Regions from separate parts of the Oryctolagus cuniculus genome. Here region 2 is linked to region 1. A link is a contact called in public Micro-C data. All regions are on one chromosome and are shown on one strand. The core of a region is the stretch at or near the end of the contact, and the rest is flanking DNA. Distances in the headings are between cores, read along the strand shown. Region 1 overlaps IL6R (interleukin 6 receptor). Region 2 holds the start of ATP8B2 (ATPase phospholipid transporting 8B2).

Region 1 (5,377 bases), core at 1,195-3,694:
AGGGAGCTCACTCCAGTGATGCAGCTGGAGGAGTGACCAGGGAGGCCATCACTGGCTCCCGGGGTATGGGTGGGGACCTCGCTTCTCAAAGGAAGTGACCTTGGCTCATCTGAGACTGGGGGGAATAAAGGGGGCTGCCAAGGCTGGGAGGGAGAGAGCATTCCGGGGTCGGAGTGTGGAGAGCCTAGCGGGAGGGAGTGTGGCACCTGGGGTTCCTGGATGAGCTTCATGTGGGTGGGCCTGGGCGCCACGCGGTGGGGGCAGACAGGAGAGGACGCCCAGGGGACAGCTGCGCTCGGGTTCCTGGTGATTGCGTCGGAGCCTCTTTGATGTCATCTTCAAGGGAGCTGCCATTGAAGAGGTCCCCGAAGCCTTCGGTGTCTTGAGTGCCCTCTGTGCTTCGTAAGGACAGACAGAATGCCACCAGAAAGGCCCCCAGAAAGTGAGGGGGCAGCCCGAGTCTGGCCAAGGGGCCCAGCACCTCTGGGAGGTGGAGTCCTGGGGTCCACCTGCTCATGCCAGCGGCTCTCCTGGAGTTGGCTTTGGCCAGAAAGCCGGCAGCCCTGCCCAGTGCTAGTCAGCGGAACCGCCTCCTTCTCCAGGTGGGGGTCCTGTGGGGCTTGTAGTTTTTATAACGATTTATGCATTTATTGATTTATTTGAAAAGCAGAGTATCAGACACACACACACATGCACTTAGAACTGTCCATCCACTGGTTCACTCCCCAAATATCTGCAACAGCCAGTCTGGGCCAGCCAAAACCAGGAGCCAGGAGTTTCATCTGGGTCTCGCACGTGGGTGTAGGGGTCCAAGCACCGGGGGCATCTTCTGCTGCTTCCCAGGCCATTAGCCGAGCTGAATCCGGGGCGGAGCGGCAGGCGCGGAGCCAGCTCTGACGTGGGGCGCCGGCGTCACCAGCAGCTGCTTAGCCTGCTGTGGCTCAGCACTTGCTCCTCTCTGGGCCTTTGATGGCACCTGCTGAGTGGTTTTCTTCTGCTTTTTCTACCCCTTTTTCTCCTCCTGCTCATTCTTCTTTTTCCCTCTCAGAAGATGATTCCTCCCCAGTCCCGCTGTCCACGTTCCTGGTGACTGGAGGGAGCCTGGCGTTCGGGGCGCTGCTCGGCGCTGGCGTTGTCCTGAGGTGAGTTGGGTCCCGGGAATGGCCAGTGGGGTCTTCCGGCCTCCTGCTGAGCTTCGCTTCGCCACGGAGTCGCCAGAGATGCACAGAGCGACCATTTGTCTGCTCATACGCTCATCAACAAAGGAGCCCAGGCACACATGCACGGCACCCAGTGTTGGGCCATAGTGCCATGCGGGTGCTGCGGGAGGCAACAGTGGACAGGATAGATGCTGTCTTATGATGAGGAAGTTGGGCCCTGAGGGGTGACGACTTGTGTGTCGAGAACCAGAGGAAGAGGAGCCCAGTATGTCCTATGGTTGAGAGGGTTTGTGCATGCCTGTGTGTGTGTGCATATGTGTATATGTGTGTGCATGTGTGTATGCATAAGTGTGGGTGTAGCAGTACCGGGGAGGCCTGGAAAGGGAGGTAAAGGCCTCTGGGCCTGTCTCGAGGGCAGAGAATGGCCGTTGCAGGGTTCTGAGGAGGCCTTGCCCAGCTCTGCCATCTTCCCAGATCATTCTCTGCGGTTCTGAGGCTGCATGTTACAGGGGACGTAAAATACAGGGGACGCCGGGAGCCCCCGTGTCTGGGCCAGAGATGACAGGAGCCTGTGCTAGGATGGTAGCGGAGGCATGGGGAACCAGGAGTAGACTCAAGGCTGACCAGAGGTAGAACTGGCTGGGTTTGGTGGCGAAGTGGAGGAGGAGGAAGAAGGAGAGGAGGAATCGGGGTCCTGGCCTCAGCAGCAAGGCCGGGATGGGCAGCCGAAGGGACAAATCCGAGGGGCGCTGGCATGTAGGGGGAGGGCCTATGACGGGACCCCAGGGGAAGCCAGCGGTGGGAAGCTGTGCGGGGGAGGTGGGAGAGTGGTGCTGTGAGGACCGGAGTGGGGGGTGCACCACGAGGATGGCCGTGCTCTCTTCCACGGGCCACACTGCCTGAGAAGCAGTGCACGGAGAGCACGCACACACTCAGATCTGGGTGCCTGCCATGCAAGATGTCCCTAAGAATGTCCACCTAGAGATCCCAGCAGACCCGCGGGGGGCGCCCGTCCCCATGCTGCCTGCAGCCGTGGTTCACGGTGGCCGGGGTCCCTGTGTTCCTGGGCTTGCTGTCTCCAGAAGGGCCAGCCTCTAGTGAAGTCGAGTGGCCAGGAAATACTGCAGATCCCCAGAGGTCCCGTTTCCCTGCAGGAACTGAAAGTTTGCATAAGCTGAAGCCCTGGAAGCAGCCAGGCGGGGCCTCGGGCAGAGTGAACTGTAAGGAGACAGGAGGGGAAGCCACGCCCCTTCCTTCCCTTCTCTCACCTGCCTGCTGCTCGGTCTTTGAGGGTGTTTGGGAGGGAGGAGTAGGAACTGGGCAGGGAGCTCTCCTACTCCCAAGGGTGGTCTGGGGTTGGAGGATTAGCAAGAGGGCCAGGCCGCTTGTGTTCAGGGCTGTTCTGGCTTTGATATTTCAATGAAGTGGTCCACACCCAGGGGTGTGCAGGAGGTGGGGAGGGGGGTCCTGGGAGGGAGTGAAGCCTTTTCTACCCTCAGGCCAATGAAGGGTGGGGGGCTTGTCCACACTGGGGGGATTCCTGGCCTCAAGGCAGGCAGGTGCCCCCGCCTACTGCTTCTGGCTCTACATGACCAGGGCCCCCAAACAGGCCTTTCCGTAAGCTGCCACAGACCTTGCGCAGCGGAGAGTGTGATTTAGTAAAGAGAAAGAGGTGGAGTTTTACAGCCAGGAAGGCCAAGGCCAAGACTCAAACCCACAGGTCGCACTCTTTGGGTGGGGCCTCAGGCGTCATCTTCTTTAGTTTTGCAAACGAGGAAGCAGCTCCAAAAGGTAAAATGACTTGCTCAAGGACTGGCAAGAGCCTGGCCTAGGGCGTCCACTGGAGGCCGGTGCAGCTGCTGGCGCCCTCTTGGTGTCTGTTAATCACTAACAAAAGCATTAGGTAGGCGGCAGATCTAGTTTGCTGTTCTGCGGATGATGCCTGAACGCTGCTGGTTGCTAAACAACCAGAGTCCCTGTAGGCACAGGCAGGGCAGTGCTCCGGGCTGAGAACAGCCAGCAATTTATTTCCTAGCCTGCTGAGTTTCCATTTGCTTCCATATAAGCCAAATGCATTTGGAAAGAGGCCAGTCATTTCGAGTGGTGAAAAACTTCTCTATTCCCCAAATCCCTTCTGTCGAGAAGAGGGGATGAAGTCAGAGAGACTGTGGGAATCTGAGGGTGCCAAGACAGCCGAGCCGCCCAGCCACTGGGATGGTCACAGTTACACAGGCAGAACGGGAGATGCACGGCCATGTTCGTCCTGGCGGCCCTGGTACCTGGTCCCTAAGCATAGTACTTTCCTAAATATGTTTCCAGCAATATTGGTGATAATTTTACAATTTTTTATCTGTTTTTAAAAGAGTATTCTTTAAAAAAAAATTTCAAATTTATTTATCCTATTTGAAAGGAAGAATAGAAAGAGAGAGAGAGAGAGAGAGAGATCATCCACTGATTCACTTATTTGAGAGGCAGGGTTACAGACAGAGAGAGAGACAGAGAGGAAGGTCTTCCATCCACTGGTTCACTCCCCAAATGGCTGCAATGGCTGGAGCTGAGCAGACCAGGAGCCAGGAGCTTCTTCCTGGTCTCCCGTGTGGGTGCAGGGCCCAAGCACTTGGGTCATCCTCCAGTGCTTTTCCAGGCCATTAGCAGAGAGCTGGATCAGAAGAGGAGCATCCAGGACACAAAAGAGCATCCAAATGGGAGGCTGGCACTGCAGTCGGAGGCTTAGCACAATGTTTGCCCCTGAATCCTCCCTTTTAAATTTAGCATTAGAACATACTAGTTTTCCACAATACGTAAACACCACTTTCATCAGCTATAGACTTCTCTGTTCCGTAGAGTTTACCCAAGTTCACTTAACCAACGTCTCACCACGAAGCATTTGGGCATTGTTTCGCTTTTATAAACAACCCTGTGTTGAACATCTTTTGCCTAAAGTTTTTTTCCCCATAGCTGTGTAGTTTCTTTAGAGTGTATTTCCGGGGGTGGGGTTCCTGGACCAGGGAGTCTGATTATTTTGCCACCCAGAGTACAATGGGCACTTTCACCAGGGAGAACTGCATCCAGTCAAGGACGCCGCGGAGCTGCAGTAAGCACCCCTGCTGGGCCCTCTTCCTAGTGGCCAAGTCCTTAGTAATGTTCTACAGATTGTTTATTGCATTTGGAGAGCAGGCCAAGAGCCAATGGCAGATTTGGAGCCAGCTATCAATTATGGATCATAACAAGGACAGGAATAGCCTGCCGATATAAAAAAGACATCCAAGGAAAGTCCCCCAGTCTTGTTTTTGACATCGGCTTCCCCTCGTGCCTCACGGCCCTTCCCGGAGTCACTGACCGGTGAGGGAAGCGAGAGGAGCACCTTTCTCCTGCTGTCGGGGGAGCAGGTGGGGGAGGCGAGGCCCGGGCCCCTCGGGAAGGCGCTGTGGCTGTACCTTTGAAGATTGGTATCATCTCATGATCTCGCCTTCCTTTCAGCTGTCAAGTGACTTCTCAGTTACCGAGTGCTGGCTTTGGGCCCAGCCCGATCAGAGAGATGTCTATCTCTTTCCTGTTTAACGTGGGCTTTCCTGTCAGATGAGTCAGCCCGTGTCCGAGGGTGCCCCCGGCTGGGCCTGTGAGCACTGACCGTGTGCAGGCAGTGGATGCAGGGGTGTGGGCAGGATGGGCACAGGAGGGCTGCGGGGAGGCCATCACAAATCACAGGCAGCGCCTTTTTTTTATTATTATTATTTGAAAGGCAGAGTGACAGAGAGACAGAGCAAGCTCCTCCATCCACTGGTTCACTCCTCCATCCACTGGTTCACTCCTCCATCTACTGGTTCACTCCCCAGAAGGCTGCAACAGCCAGGGCTGGGCCAGGAGGCTGGAACTCCACTGGTCTCCCACATGGGTGCAGCGGTCCAAGCACTCGGGCCCTACTTTCCCAGGTGCATTAGCAGGGAGCTGGATCAGAAGTGGAGCAGGCGGGATGCAGGCTGGCTCTCCTATATGGGATGCCGGGGTCACAGGCAGGGGCTTCACCTGCTAAGCCACAACGCTGCACCCCCACTTTTAAGCAAATGAACTTGGGGCTGATGTTGTGTCCCTGGTGAGCACCTCTGGAACAGGCCAAGTCAAGGACCTGTCATGTTACTTTGGGGTTCCATAAAGGGATACTCACAGCCTGGGTGTGCCTCAGTTTCCCCATTTGTAAGTTAGACCAACTGCACACG
Region 2 (5,048 bases), core at 1,114-3,613, 98 kb before region 1:
AAGCTCCCCATTTATATCTTTGTGCAGCTGCTGTCTGCTTTCTGTGCCTCGGGAGTTACCTACTCCGTCTACTACGGTAACAGAGGGGGCAGGGGCGGGGCACCTGTGTGTGGGCGGGGGTGCCTCGGGAGGGTTTGGGTGAGCAAAGGTGGAAGCCTGGCTGTTCGTCTTCCCTGAAGATGCCCTGCAGAACTATACAGGTGGGAACCTCACAGTGACTGGTCCCAGGGAGACGGCCTCCATCTTCACCACCTATCCTGCCTCTTATCTGTCCCTGAGCAACGGCTTCTGGGACCAGGTGGGTGTGAGGCAGAGACCTTTGGGATCCCAGGCTACTACCGTCTAGGGGAGACCTTTGTCCTGTCCCTTGGGACCCCAGCCTACTGTCCAGGCTCTGGGTGGGATGTGGGGTGACAGTTGTCTTGGCACCTGCCCCGCTCCCCCTCCTCCCACCCCCAGTCCCAGCTGCCTAGGTTGGATGAAGCCGGATGACATAGATCCCTTTACTTCCATCAACTCCAAGGTTCTGGGCACCAGCGTTCTGATTGTGGGGCTCTTGGCCATCCTGGACAGACGGAACAAGGGCGTGCCTGCCGGTCTCGAGCCAGTGGTAGTGGGGCTTCTGATCCTGAGCATTGGCTTATCCTTGGGTGCCAACTGTGGGTACCCACTCAACCCTGCACGGGACCTGGGCCCACGGCTCTTCACCTATGTGGCTGGCTGGGGCCCTGAAGTATTCAGGTGAGAGAAGCAGCTCCTGGTGCTGTGCTCCACTGCCCTCCCTCTGCTAATGGCTCTGGCCCTGGTGCCCAGCTCTCTCCTCTTAGCACAGTATCCCTTCTGCAAGCCCACACCCCTCTTTAGAGACCCCTTTCTGCCCTTTGCAACAGAATGCTAAGATCCAGAGGTTGTGTTCTTGGGCCCGTCATATTATCTTTCGGGGCACTAGTGACGTCATCAGCAAATTGCGTATAGTCAAGAACTCCCTATGGCGAGAGGCTGGACCAAGCCCTCCTGGGGTTCCCTCCCTAAGTGCTATGCTTTAGTGTTAAGAGATTCTCTTCCCGGTGTCCCTCCCCCAGAACTACCACTGCTAGTTGCTGTCCTTGGGGAGAGGGGCTAAGGGAGCCACCCCTTATATCTCCCTTTTGTCTTTTGCTGGCAGTGCTGGCAACGGCTGGTGGTGGGTGCCCGTGGTGGCCCCTATGGTGGGGGCCGTCCTCGGCACGGCTGTGTACCACTTGCTGGTGTCTCTGCACCACCCGGAGGACTCAGAGCCAGCCCAGGAGGCGAAGCCTGCCCTACAGACTCACTCGGTCCAGACGCTGGAGTGTAAGCTGTGACCATGACAGCCCTCGCCTACCTGGAAGGCCACTGGGGACAGCCACCCAACTTGCCTGCCAGCCACACGGCCACTCTTCTTTATGCCAGATTCTCTGTGTACCCATCCGGGCAGCCCTTCCTCCTCAACCGGGAAAGATGCCAGACACGGGCGGACTGCAGGCAGACGAGGGTCAGGAACTCACGCCCCTCACCCCTGGCCCCACGAAGGGTATTCTGACCCTCAGGGCCTCTAGGAACGCAGGAGCGCCCAGCAGCCGCCAGGGGGCGCGCGCCCGGGGTGCCAGCCTGGGGGACCCCACGGGGCGCCAGGGCCCGATCACCTAGCGCGGGCCCGAACCCTGGGCACTTCCCTCCAAAGCCTGGGCCCGACTGCACCTCCCAGCTCTCGGAACCTCGGCGCCGCCCGCCGTCACCCTCACGGGGGCGCCTCCCTTACGCTGGGCCGCCCGCAAAGGTAGCCGAGGGTGAGGCACTGCCTCCACCCAAGGGGCGTGGTGCGGGCCGAGCACAGCCCTCGAGCCCTCGAGCCCTCGGAGACGGGCAGAGAAACTGAGGCACAACTCGACAGCTGGACAATCGGGGCCGTGTCGTTCAGGGAGGGGGTGCAGTCCAGTGAGGCGATCCAGGGCGAGGAGAGAAGGCGAAGGGAGTGGGCGGTGGCCCCTAGGGGCGTGATTCCGGGAGCGAGGGGAAACCGGCGTGGAGGAAAAGCCTCGTCGTTCACCGCGTCCCCAGCCCTCACGCCCCCCCTCCCGGGAACGTGCTTTCCGCAGGGAAGGCGGCGTTCTCCCAGTCCCTTCCCTCCGAATTAAACAGAACACCTCGGCGCTACCTGGCCTCGAGAATCGTTTGTTTCAGCCGCGGGGAGGATGCGAGGGCTGGGTTCCCGGCCCTGGAGCTCCCCGCGGGCCGGTGAAGACCCTCCCCCTGCCCCGCACAAACATGGCGGCCGCCGCCTCCCCTCCTCTCGGCCCTCCCCGAAACCCCCTCCCGCCCCCCGCCCTCTGCTGCCACTTCCGTCACTTCCGCCCCGCCGTGGCCGAAACTGACACAAAGTAGCGGGCCGAGGCCCCGGGGGGAGCGGGGCCGCAGCTGGGGGGGGCGGGAGCCCGCGGGGAGCCGAGTCGAGCGCCCCCCGTCCCAGCCCCCGGCATGGGCAGGACGGGGCCGCCGGGGCGGGCGCCGAGCGCCGAGCGCTGAGGTGAGGCGAGGCGAGGGGAGGCGAGGCGGGGGCAGCCGGGGAGCGGGGCCGGGAGATGCGGCCGCGGGCCGGAGAGACCCTGGTATCGGGAGCTGCGGGGATCCGCGGCGGGCAGTGGGCGACGAAGGAAAGGGGGGTGTCTGGGGGAGCCGGGAGGCTGTGGGCAGGGTGGGCGGAGAGGGTGCCCGCGGGGCGCGTGGAGAGCCGAGGCGAGGTTTCTGCAGCAGGGACGGAGGGGTGGCCGCCTGGGGGATTGTGTGCGTGAGAGCGGGAGTCCGGGTCCCCGGGGGCCGGGAGCCCGCAGGAGGGAGCGTGGGGCAGGCAGGCGCTGTGCCAGAGGAAAACCAGGGGGGACCAGGAGCTTTGGCAGCTCCGCGCTGTGGAGTCTTGGGTTCTGCCCATGGCCGGCGAAGGTAGCCTGGGATGGTGTTGGTTGCTTGCGCCTTGGATTCCATGTCCTCCTGTATCCCTGACCGGCCAGCCTCCGCTGAAGGAAGAAGTCTTGGTTGGAAAGGAGAAGGGGCCAGACCTAGGGGAGGAGCTGCTGTCCTCCATGGAGCACTGCCTCTTCCCGGGACTGGCTATTTTTATCCTAGATGTGGCTGCAGAGGGGGCTGGGGCTGGGGCAGGATGGCCAGGCAGGGCGACGTGGCCGATGGGCTTGACTGGTTCAGAAAACCCAGGCTGGAGGAGACTGCGAAGGAGACAGAGGGGGTCCTGGTTGCCAGGTCTCCCCCTCCCTTTCCCTTCCTGTCACTGCCGCCCCCCCCGGGGGGGGGGGTGGAGGTCTGGGGCAAGCCTGCTCTCCTCTTCCCCCGGGGTCTTAGAGGTGAAACAACTTTCCTGGTCGGTGTCCAGACTCCAGACTCCTGCTGTCAGCTCTTTCCTCGAACTCAGACCCAGGCCTCCCAGGTCCGAGTGTGGCTTGGGGCCCCCCTCCCCCTGGTGGGATGGGGTGACTTGTGATGCCTACCCCTGCATCCTCTCCTTGAACTCCTCCCTCTGCACCCCACCCTCCCATGACTCAGACTGCAGACTGGGTGGAGACCCTGGCCGGGGGCCCTGGAGGAGAGCTTGGCATCTTTCAACAAAATGTGGGTGAGGGATTTTCTTCCTGAGCCTGACACCTTGCCGGCCGTCACCGGGGAAGGGCCACACTGGAAAGGACTTCTGGCTTTTCGGTGCTGCCTGCGCTGGGGAAAGGAGAACTGGTGTGGGTGACTGGGCCGTGGCCAGAGTCTGTAATTACAGAGGCTGGGCAGACAGGCAATTAGTATCTTGGGGCTGGCCGGCTGGTGGGGTGCGCCCTGTAGACTGGAGACAGAACCAAGGTGGGGGGGGGGGGCAGAGACCGCCTTCCACTAAAAGAAAGGAGGTGACTGGCTGGCAGTTTCCTTTGGGCAGGGTTGAGGCTCTGTGACCCTGCCTTGTAGGCCAGGCCTTACAGCTCTTTAGAGGAAAGAGTACATAGGAAGGTGGAAGGGAGCAGAGCCTGCCTAAGTGATGCTGCCCCCGTGCGCACCCGGGCCATACTGCCTGGACTGGGCTTGAGGTGGGAGAGAGGAGGGGGACTCCCTGCCAGGGCTGGCCCAGAATGAGAGGAAGCCATTTGGGGACAGGCTGGCAGGAAGTGAAGGCTGCGCTCACAATGTGAGCTCCCTTGCCGGAGGTGAGAATGGAAGCCCCAGGGTGGGGGTGGGGGTGGGGGGATTGTAAGCATTTTGAGAAGGGAGGAGCCTGCCCACCCTGTTTCCTGATGTACTGCCAGGTGTTTCCTGGCTGATGTTCCCTCCACCCCACCCTTTGGGGGAAACTGTGCTTTCTAATAAGCACAGCCACAACTCTGCCACCAGGAGGGCACGTGAGAGCACCCGTCACCCCTGGGACGGATACCTTGAGCCCTGCTGACAACGGCTAGCCCCTTCTCTCTGCCCCCCACCCTAGCCTTGGCTTCTGCCTTATGGCATCTGAGGCAGAGGCATGAGGGAAGGTGGTGCCGTAGGCCCCTCTTCTCTCTTGGACCCATCAGGGCCTGGAAGAGGACAGGTGCTGGTCCGGGAGGGGCGGGGGCAGAGCTGGAGAGGGCTTTCGGAAGGAGCCTGCTGCAGGGAATGGAGGGTTACCTTCAGCTTCTTGACCTCTCGCATCTGTCACCTTCCTGCAGGGTCTCCCATGGGACTGCTGGGACCTTGCTGGGTGAGATGGCACTGTGTGCAAAAAAGCGCCCCCCAGGTAAGACAGGCAAGGAAGGGAATCCCCGAGACCATCAGAAGTGGGTGTTGGTCAATGTGGCTCAGGGAAAGGAAAGAGGGACCAGTGGTAAGGGTCCGAAGACAGAGACATTGAAACCCATCTTGGGGGAGCCTAGGAAACGGAATTCTTAAACTGGATCCCTGACCTGGGATCTCACCCCAGCCCCCCCACCCGGAAATACCTATACTTCTATCTCGGGGCACCTGCAGCTCCCACTTCCTGACCTGGGGAGCTGTGTGCTTGGCTCCCC

Evidence for each region. Hi-C and Micro-C count contacts between places; a contact is called where the count stands out from the background.
Region 2: a contact with region 1 is called in a Micro-C map of ear pinna, with 2.8 times the contacts expected there. The contact joins the promoter of ATP8B2 here to the enhancer-like site in region 1. A contact is called at or near these places in 2 of 6 Hi-C or Micro-C datasets (ear pinna and an unstated tissue).

Annotation. Positions count from the first base shown.
Region 1 is chr7:44,001,843-44,007,219 of mOryCun1.1, reverse strand. IL6R (interleukin 6 receptor) reads left to right here. Exons shown (of 10, transcript XM_051858640.2): 9 at 1,052-1,142. Among named protein-coding and RNA genes, the nearest start is that of SHE, 35 kb to the right of the region's middle. Within about 2 kb of position 2,444, at least 2 of the 8 cell types and tissues checked have an H3K27ac peak or open chromatin away from gene starts, as enhancers often do. A contact at or near this core is called in ear pinna, where this site is marked.
Region 2 is chr7:44,100,424-44,105,471 of mOryCun1.1, reverse strand. It overlaps ATP8B2 (ATPase phospholipid transporting 8B2), which reads left to right and starts at 2,363. Exons shown (of 29, transcript XM_051858641.2): 1 at 2,363-2,545; 2 at 4,710-4,777. The coding sequence starts at 4,747. AQP10 (aquaporin 10) reads left to right here. Exons shown (of 6, transcript XM_008264381.4): 3 at 1-76; 4 at 180-298; 5 at 524-741; 6 at 1,166-2,175. The coding sequence ends at 1,343.